Regions from separate parts of the Gossypium hirsutum genome. Here all the other regions are linked to region 3. The links are chromatin contacts, called in public Hi-C maps. All regions are on one chromosome and are shown on one strand. The core of a region is the stretch at or near the end of the contact, and the rest is flanking DNA. Distances in the headings are between cores, read along the strand shown. Region 1 has its middle 4.6 kb from the start of LOC121230800. Region 2 has its middle 28 kb from the start of LOC121230801. Region 3 holds the start of LOC107934643 (leucine-rich repeat receptor protein kinase HPCA1).

Region 1 (3,130 bases), core at 434-2,933, 110 kb before region 3:
CCTGCTCTACAACACCATTAGAGAAATGCAGAATGAGAAAAAAACAACCTTAGCTCAATACCATGTAGAGAAACGCAGCAAAGGGATGAAACAAGAAGATGTGTTTCATTTCTCAAAAAATAATAGGATACATTTTGAGATTGATCATATTGTATTTATACAGAACTTGGACTACTTCAACAACTTCTTTAACAGAAAACTACTTTAACAACTAACTGCTTTAACTACTAACAACTTAACAACTATTTGTTTCTTTAGTCCTTAACAAACCTTGTCAAGTTTAGGAGGCAGTCTCTTCGTCTCATGTCATCTGTTTCGACCCCTTTGTTTAGTTGTAGGAACAAAGTTCCGATGTTGGATGGTTGATTTATTTACTTTAATAGTGTGAATGATATAGCCACTTGTTGAGTGTTTTTTTTCTGTCTTCTTTAGATGGTAAGTTTATGTATTTATATGATATAGTTACTGTTTATTGATTGATATCTTAGGTGGGTTCTATTCATGCCAACACGTACTATATCCTAGACTTAGCACGTGTTTATGCAGGTGTTTCTGCATTCACATATATGATCTCATGTGTGACCTCGTAGGAAAGTGTAAGTGCCCCCTTGTGGATACTTAACATCATGCGAGCTTGATTTGCGAGCTCAATCATGCGAACTATGTAGAATCCGATCTAGACCTATTTGAACCCACTTGAGTTATGGGTCGGTAATAGTAAGTATCATAACACCACTAAATAAGTACTTGGTCTCAGGGCGGTTGGTTGAAACGTCACTTGGAAAGATGATTTCCATTCTCAATCGTAAAAATAAAGTAAATAATAATATTTAAAAAATATATAACAAGATCTCAATCCAAGTTTGACTCGGTTGTGACCTGAACAAAATATAGTTACAATCCTAAAATTTAAATTAAACACTAAGATGCTACCAAAGCTCTCAATGTTGTTGGTGCTCAAAATGAGGAAAAAATAAGCCTCAGGAGAGTGTTGGTGTTGAGGGCAAATCTTTAACTAGAACTGATACCAAGATGGGAGTTGTTAAGCATGATGATGAGGATGGTGGTCGCCGTAGTGGTAGCAGGAATCCAATTCATTCACATGATATGGCCTCTATGGAAGCCCCAACTATGAAATGAAATCGTAAGATGAAGACCATGGCATTGAAAAAGGAAAAGAAGTTGCATAGAATTGGATCTTAAAAAGTTGCAGACGTGGCAGCATAATCACTGCTCTGTTTGGTTTTTAACGAAAGAGTGATTAAATAAGAATAGTTCTTAACGACAATACTAAAATTGACAAAAAAAAAATAGAATGACCAAAGTAGGAATAAGCTAATTTTAGAGTGACTATCTTAATAATTTACTCCTTATTGTAACGATTACAATATCAACCAAATTAAGACTTAAATTATATCTATATTAATTTAATGACAAAGAGGGAATTCTTAATGTCATAATCCCAAATACTTTTCTTCACAAAAATAGAAAATTAAAAACAAATAAAACGAATTTAACAGCATTTAACTCCAACCCTAAATCTTAAAATCAAAGTGGAGCCTAGCCGTAAACACAAAGTATGTATTAGTCAATGGTTGATCTAATGTGCACCTCATTATCATGGGTTGTCACTTTTCATCTGACTTTTTTTTTTGTTTTTTGGTCTTAACTGAGGACCAAATTGAAGCTTCTTCGCAATATCAGCCAGCTTTTAAAGTCTTCCATTAAGGGCTAAAGAAAAGGTACATTATATCTAGACCCATTGATAATCGGGAGAGGTAAGTTCATTTTCGGTTTTTAATTTTTTGTTTTTAGTAGAATATAAGAATAGGATAAAGTTTGAACAATAAACACAATTAGCTCAATCTGAACTCATGTCACATTTAAGACGGTGAATACCCTAACCATTAAGCCATCACATAAGACGATTTTTCAAATTTCTAAATTATTTTATTTTGAGTTAATTTCAAGTTCAAGTTATTTTAATTAACATTTCAATTAAAAAATAATTGAAGTCTTTTGAAAGGTTAAAGATCAAATTTAATTTTTAAAAAAAATAAAAACCACCTTTAAAAATTAACTTTTATTCTATTATGAGAAATTTATATATTATTTGCCACATTAATAGTGACAATGATAATATTTAAATTTGATATTTTATATTATATTTTTTTTTTATCAAGTCAATTTTTGAAGAAAAGAAAAATCTCAAAATTAAGTAGGGACTCGACTTGACCTATGAGAGAGTTTATGTCCGTTCCCTCTTTACTATATTTCTGATTTCGCCCTTGAAATAAATGTATGCATTAATAAAGGTCACTTTTAGATTTATTTTGATTTATATTCGAATATATTTCGGTTGTTATTTTAATTATGTTTTTGTAGTAGTTGGTTTTCATTAGATAGTTGTTTTTTTTAAGGTTATTTTAATTAAAGAATCTAAATGATGTATTAATACGAAATGAATTTTAATTTATTGATCAAATATAAAATAATGTAATTAGAATCAGGAACGATATCAAAAAATTTATTCGGGAGGTCAAAATTAAATTGTATACTTTTACGATAGTAAATGTATAATTTCACCATTTTAATAGCCTATATATTTATAACTTTTAAAGAATTAAATCAAATTTATATCATTTTTATGACCAAAATATATTTTTACTATTACTAATTTAAAATTTTATAAATTATAAAAAAATTTAAATAAAAAATTTTCCATTTTTAGCGTAATCTGGGGACCCTAGCTCCGCCACTAATTAAAATAAGTGTATCTCATCTCAATATATAAAATGTGAAATCAAAACGTGAAAGAGAGATCATCTAAAAGCAGCATTTGAAGAATATGGGCTTTATTTGTTTATATTTTATTTTGGATCTAAATCTAGTGAAAGAAATAATTTGGGTCAAAATCAGTGGATTCTTAAATGGAATTGGGCTTCAAGAAGCTAAAATCATATGGAAAAAAAATTACAACTCCAATTTTATCCAATTTCTTTTATTTATTCATGAAGTTTGGTTTAATATGCAATTTGATACATGAATTTTGATTTGGTATCCTTAACACAAAAAAAAAAAAACCTTAAATTATGATTTATATGTCTACATGAAACTTTGATCCGAATTC
Region 2 (3,322 bases), core at 649-3,148, 65 kb before region 3:
TAGTATCCATTCAAGATAAAATAATATATAAAACTCTTTAAAAATAATATATAAACAATTCAAAATATATAATGTGTAAAAAAAAGTTTGAAATACATAATATATGAAAATATTAAAGTAAATAATGTATAAAAATTTGAAATGAGTGTTATATAAAAAGTTTAAACAGATAATAACAAAAAATGTAAAATAAATAAATAAATAAATAGAATGTTAAAAACAAAAGTAAAAAACATATATAAAAAAATAATAATGAAAATAATATTAGTATATAAATAGAAACAAAAATATAATAAATAGAAATATAATAAGAGTAGAAATATAAATAGATAAATAATAATTAGATAAATAATAATAGTATTAGAATAACAAAATAAATATAAATAGAAACATAATAATAATAGCAATAATATATTAAAATAGTTAATTTGATAATAAAATAGCAAAAAAAATTTTTTTGGGGCAAATCAAAAATAAATAAAAGGAAATGGACCAATTTGAACATGCAAATAACAAGGAGGGACCAAAAGGGAAATAATCTCACCCTCCAAAACGCACAGCTTCAAGGAGGACCAAAGTGCAGTCAAAACAAATTTTAGGGCAAAAAAAATAAAAACTTAATTGTAAAACAATAAAAAAACGGAAGGGGTAAACGCAATTGGACGAATTTAGAAAAAATAAAGAAATTGAAATGAAATGGACAAAATTCCCACGTAATTGAAAGAGAAAAGAAAATAATTCAATTCCAATGGAAATAGGAAAAGAGAGAATAATCCAAGTCCAAATTGAAGTAGGAATACCAAAACTAATTCATCCGAGTCTCCTCAAAGTCCTCCTTTCAAAAAACAAAATACTCCTATTTATATACATGGGGTTTACTAAAAATAACCTAACTAATTTAATAATAATATAAAATAAAATAAAAATAAAAAAAATATGTAGAAGGCTAATTTTGCCCGGGCCTTTAGACTTATAAAATAAATGCGAAAAACTAAAAATAATAATAAAATCATAAAAATCATAAAACAGTCCATTAACCCCACATAAATCCCTTCAAGCCCAATAACAAAATATAGCCCAAAACAAAAATAAAACACTAGTCCAAAACCCAATTAAAAATGGCCCAAAGGGGCCTAATAGTTCGGAAATACCAAAAACCCTAGAGGTTTCTGAAAACCTGCTAGCGCCACAAGCCAGCCACTCCCACGAGTGGTTTCCCACGCTCACGCTCACGCTCACGCTCATGAACGCTCCTTTCGAACGACCATCTCCAATGGAACCTGCGAGAAGAGCAACAGAAATAATAACAGAAAAATAGGCCAGTAAATGACAGCAAGAAAATACAAATTTTATTTTATTTATACTGTAAATCGGCTATAAAAAGCCAGAAAAACGATGTAAACAGGATTTTTTTTCCTTTTTTACAGAAATACATTACGAAATATTGAATACATAATACAAAAGCAACCAAAAAAATAGAAGGTGATTTGAGATTTCATTTTTCTCATGTTTTGATTCATTTTTATTTTTGTTTTTGCACAAAATCTTTTCGCATGAGAATAAAAGGAGATAAGAGAGAGGTTTACCTTCGGGGGTGCACCATCGGGGTCCTTGTCTCCTTCGTCGAAATTGGAGTTTAAGATGGGGATCTTCGGGTGAGAATAGGCCTCGAGCCTTGGCTTTGATGGAGATGGGGATCTCCGATTATGAGGGTGAAATGATGATTGAATGGGGCTGTTGAATTGCACTGAAACCCTAGCAAAAAGGGATTTCATTTGCTGCTTGCGAAAATGGCAGATTGCCATTCAATTTTTTCTTTAATTTTGATAACAAAGTGAAAAGACGCCGTTCAAGGGGGTGAGGATCCTCGCGTGACCCGACCCACTTACCCTAGATCCGCGCATTTCCTTGTTGATGGGATATTTGCGCACGTAGTCCCTACCCTCCTGCACCTATCTCTAATTAGGCCTCAATCGTGTTTTATTTGTTTTTTACATTTTCCCTGAGATTTGCGCGTTATTACAATTTAATCCATATTTGAACACTGCGTTTTGAGATTCAGTATGTTTTCATTCCAAGTCCTGCTCATTTGTGCGCTTTTTATTTTGATCCTTCGTTTTATTTTAATGATCTATTTATTTATAGATTATCCTTTCAATTTTGTTTTTATTTCAATCAAGTTTAATCTATGTTTTATATTTTTTTTGAGGATCTATTTATTATTTTTTTAAACCTATTATTTTAACATACTATTTTTGAATTATTTTATTAATTTTATTTTGTTTTAGTTTTATTTTATATTGTTGAATTGTTTTATTATATAATTTATTATTTTAAAATTTTCTCCATGTAATTCTATGCTTAAAATTTTTTATACAATATTTATCTTCATACATTCATATTTATAGATGCATATATATATTTTACACGGAATTACTTATTTAAATTCCCTTTCAAACATGTTCATATATTTCTTCCTCTAAATTTATTTATGTATATTATTTGTTTCTTTTAAGAATCCAATTTTGGTATTATATTTTGTTTGTTTCAAATATTTTCCTATATTCTTATTATTTTTGTATATACATTATTTATATTAAGTTTTCATTTCATATATATATATCATCATTTTTAAACCAATATGTTTTCTTTTAAATTATTTTGTATATCATTTTTCTTCAAATTTCTTCTTACATAATATTTAGTTTAATAATCATTCATAAATTATTAGTGTCATTATTTTATTCATATAAACTATTTCAAACCCTAGCATGTGTTGTTCCTTTGTAAATTAATCATATATTTAATCGCTTTTAAATTATTTATATTACATTGATTCCTAGTTTTCATATTATTTTGCATATTATGTGTCATTTTTGGTTTTCACATTGTTCCATATATTATTGTTGCATATTATTTATTCGTATTTTTGTATTATTATTATATCAATTGTTATTCATCCATGTTTGGGAATTTGGTTATATTTTTCTTGAATTAATTATATTTTATTGTTTGTTTGGTTAATTGGTTTCTTAAGTTTATATTATCTTCATTCACTAAGTATAGTACGATATTCATGTATATTGTCTCATGCTTATAATTTCGTCTTTCATTCACGATGTTGTATTATAACTGAAGCTTTAAACTTATTGATCCATATTATTTGTTCCATTTTATTTCAAGCAATTTAATGCATTTTGAGCTAGTTTCACAATTATTCATTTGAAAATTCCTTAAAACGAAGGCAATGTCTGATGTTTGGAAATTTGGGGAATCTTACCCTATCGTGCAGGGTTTCGATTTCCTGTTTGTTCAAAATAAT
Region 3 (3,288 bases), core at 629-3,128:
CCTAAAAATCTTTAACATCATCGTCATCACCTTAACTATTATCACGAGCACTATTACAAGTAGTAAAACAACTTTGTTTTTGTAATAACATTTACAATCTAATAGTAAAAATTATTTAACAAATAATCAAAATTTTCGTGTACGATGCTTGAAAATTATCTTATACACATTGTACCAAATTTTAATACTACATATATGTTATAAAATCTTATCTTGCTCTAACAAAATATTTATAAGTTCAATTTAAAAGATATCATACAATCATTCAACATTAGCAAGTTAATAAGAATAAATAGGTCCTATCAAATTTCCCTTTAATCAACAATGGTAGGTTAATATTTAATACAAATAATTTAATAATCAAAACATCTAAATATTATGCATAATATAACTTAATTAAAAAAACTTCAAAAAGAATGATTTATCAAAAAAAAATAAAGAAAACATACCATATTAATAGCAAACATATCTAATCAACAATTATGTCTTTTACATAAATAAAAAAACCTAGAAAGGCAAAAATCAAATACCATCAGAATGTGAAATTTATGTCAAATAAAAATTAATATTAGTCATACCTTAATAGAAAAAGAATATATGATCAAAATATAAAAGTTTCTTACCAAATCTATACTTTACCCATACTTGTACAATAAACCAAAGATCGAGAATAAGAATTATAATCCATTCTGAGATTGAATCTTTCAACATCCCGAATATAAAGTTGTAAGGGTGAAAGTTTAAGGTGTAAAAGAATTTGGTCTGTGGGATGACTTCGAAAGATTTTGAAAAAAATAGAGAATCATCGTGCTGATAACGTATTATAAAATAAAGAGATATGGAAAGAATAAAGAACAAAAAAAATACAAAAGCAATAGAGCATGTACTTTATTGATCAAAAAGGGTAATTTACAATACTTTATCAGAGTCTCTATTTATAGGCATAAAAAGTATAAAAGAAGTAGAGATCTAATTCTAATAACTATTAGAATTTACAATATATCAAAACTTTATCTTGATCATGATGGACTTCCACTTAAAAAGAAATTCATAACAAAAATAAATTTTAAAAAATATATATATAAATAAAACTAAGATAGATGCAACGTAACAAGCAAATGTCTCTAAAATAATAACAGAATTAACAAATGTCTTTAAAATAATAACAAAATTAACAATAAAATAAATTTTATATAATATCCAAACAATAACAACAAAATATTGCAACATAATAGTAAAATAGTAGCAAAATAGGGAGAAAACAATAAGAAAATAATATTAAAAAATAAAAAAATAGATTTTCTTTATCCTTTAGTGAATTCGGGCTAGGCCTAGGCCAAAAATGTCTTACCCGAGGCCCAACCCATTTTTTAAGCAGGTCTTTTTTTTTTCTAAACCCATTTTTTAGACTTATATTTTTGCCCAAACCCTTCTACATTTTGGACGGGCTTTCGGGCCGGACCGAATAACCCGACCCATGAACATGTCTAATTATACAATTCTTCAAACTTTTAATTATTTCAACAAAAACCCACCTATCTTTCAATTGTTGCCATGCAAGATATTTATTATACTTTAATGCTTGGGGCCATGTTCGTGTGACTCACTTGGAAGGCTGGCTAGTTGGCCTGGTCCTGTTATTTATCACTGACAACTAAATTTAGGTGTTAGTGTTTAGATTAGATAAAGATATATATCCGACCCTGAATATGTATTTAAAGGATTTTTTAAGTTGATATTTTTAAATGTTGTTTTTTCTTTTAATGGAAATATTAATTTAAATATGAAAGTTTTAAATATGATAATCTGTATGATAATTCGTATGTATTTTATATTAAAAAATTAATGTTTTTTAGTCCCATTAAAAAGAATAATTTATCTGGATTTTTATTAATCTCAACCATCCGAACTTTAAGATCGTTGACTTCGACGTCAGCTAAATAATTGGGAAACACAAAAAAAGCCAAAACTTGGGTGTCCATGGCTAATGTTTGTGTTTTTTAGAGCAAATTTCAATTTGTTGATCCACTCAAACTACCATTTTATACCTTTTTTTTGATGTATCTGAAATACCCAGACTTTGTTCTCTTTTGTTCATAACTAGTAACAGAAAACAGAACAGGTTAATGTCATGTCAAATGTGTTTTGTTGTTTGATGCTAAATTAGAAAGAAAATCCAAATATTTTTAAGCTCTTCAACTCTCAACTGTGGAATCCTTTTGGTTAATCTCACAAATGGGTTCAACAATTTGGGTGCTTTTGCTAGCTTTTTCAGTTCAAATCTATATCACAACAGCTACTACTGATGGCAGGGATTGTAAGTTCTATTGTTCTTTGATCATTTATGTATGTATATGCATGCTAATTTACTGCAAAAATGACATGAACTTGAAGATTGCACTGTCTGTCATATAGAATTTATCATTGGTGTCTGACTAAGGGAACCTGTTTTGTCCAATTCTTACAGATGCTGCTCTAAGATCTCTCACGGATGAGTGGCAAAATTTACCTCCTAGTTGGACAGGAGCAGACCCTTGTGGTGATAGTTGGGTTGGAATCGAATGTACTGGTTCTCGTGTGACCTCGATGTAAGTCGTTGTTTCGTTCATGTTGTTTCGACTTCGGGATTTTATCTAATGTTGTTTTGTTTCTGTTTCAGAACATTACCAAACATGAACTTGGTTGGAGAGTTATCGGGAGACATCGCGATGTTATCTGAATTGCAGCAATTGTAAGTCCTTTTTTTGCATATGCAACTTGTTTCCATGGCTTAATACAAACATCTTTGATATTAGCATCATTTTTTGTCTTTCAGGGATTTATCTTTTAACCGCGAACTCACCGGATCTCTTCCGGGATCGATAGGAAATTTAAAGAAGCTAAAAAACTTGTAAGAAGTTCTATTTTGCAATCAAAGCATCACCTAACATAAATGAGTAAATGACCCCTTTTTCTTTATGTTGGCAGAATCTTGGTTGGTTGTGGTTTCATTGGTCAAATTCCTTACACAATAGGATCACTGCCACAGTTGAGATTCTTGTAAGAATTTGTCCTAATTACCTCTTTTGGCCAATACAATCATAGATAGTTTCATGCTGGCTTATATTGTCTGCAGATCACTAAATACTAATGGCTTCACCGGACATATTCCACCGACCATCGGTAATTTATCGAATCTTTATTGGTTAGACATGGCTGACAACCAACTTGAAGGACCAATTCCAGTTTCGAATGGATCAACACCAGGGCTTGACTTGTTGATTCATACCAAACACTTGTATGTCAAAT

The links. A called contact is a pair of places that touch in the nucleus more often than the background predicts.
Region 1: a Hi-C map of leaf shows a contact between it and region 3, with 4 times the contacts expected there. The contact joins the enhancer-like site here to the promoter of LOC107934643 in region 3. A contact is called at or near these places in 15 of 34 Hi-C or Micro-C datasets (fibers, leaf and seedling).
Region 2: a Hi-C map of leaf shows a contact between it and region 3, with 3 times the contacts expected there. The contact joins the enhancer-like site here to the promoter of LOC107934643 in region 3. A contact is called at or near these places in 14 of 34 Hi-C or Micro-C datasets (callus, cotyledon, fibers and 4 more).

What each region holds. Positions count from the first base shown.
Region 1 is chrA06:125,067,763-125,070,892 of Gossypium_hirsutum_v2.1, forward strand. No RefSeq gene overlaps it. Among protein-coding and RNA genes, the nearest start is that of LOC121230800, 4.6 kb to the left of the region's middle. Within about 2 kb of position 1,684, at least 1 of the 9 cell types and tissues checked has an H3K27ac peak or open chromatin away from gene starts, as enhancers often do. A contact at or near this core is called in leaf, where this site is marked.
Region 2 is chrA06:125,117,468-125,120,789 of Gossypium_hirsutum_v2.1, forward strand. No RefSeq gene overlaps it. Among protein-coding and RNA genes, the nearest start is that of LOC121230801, 28 kb to the right of the region's middle. Within about 2 kb of position 1,899, at least 9 of the 9 cell types and tissues checked have an H3K27ac peak or open chromatin away from gene starts, as enhancers often do. A contact at or near this core is called in cotyledon, fibers, hypocotyl and 1 more, where this site is marked.
Region 3 is chrA06:125,182,082-125,185,369 of Gossypium_hirsutum_v2.1, forward strand. It overlaps LOC107934643 (leucine-rich repeat receptor protein kinase HPCA1), which reads left to right and starts at 1,879. Exons shown (of 18, transcript XM_016867120.2): 1 at 1,879-2,317; 2 at 2,468-2,588; 3 at 2,660-2,731; 4 at 2,816-2,890; 5 at 2,968-3,039; 6 at 3,116-3,277. The coding sequence starts at 2,236.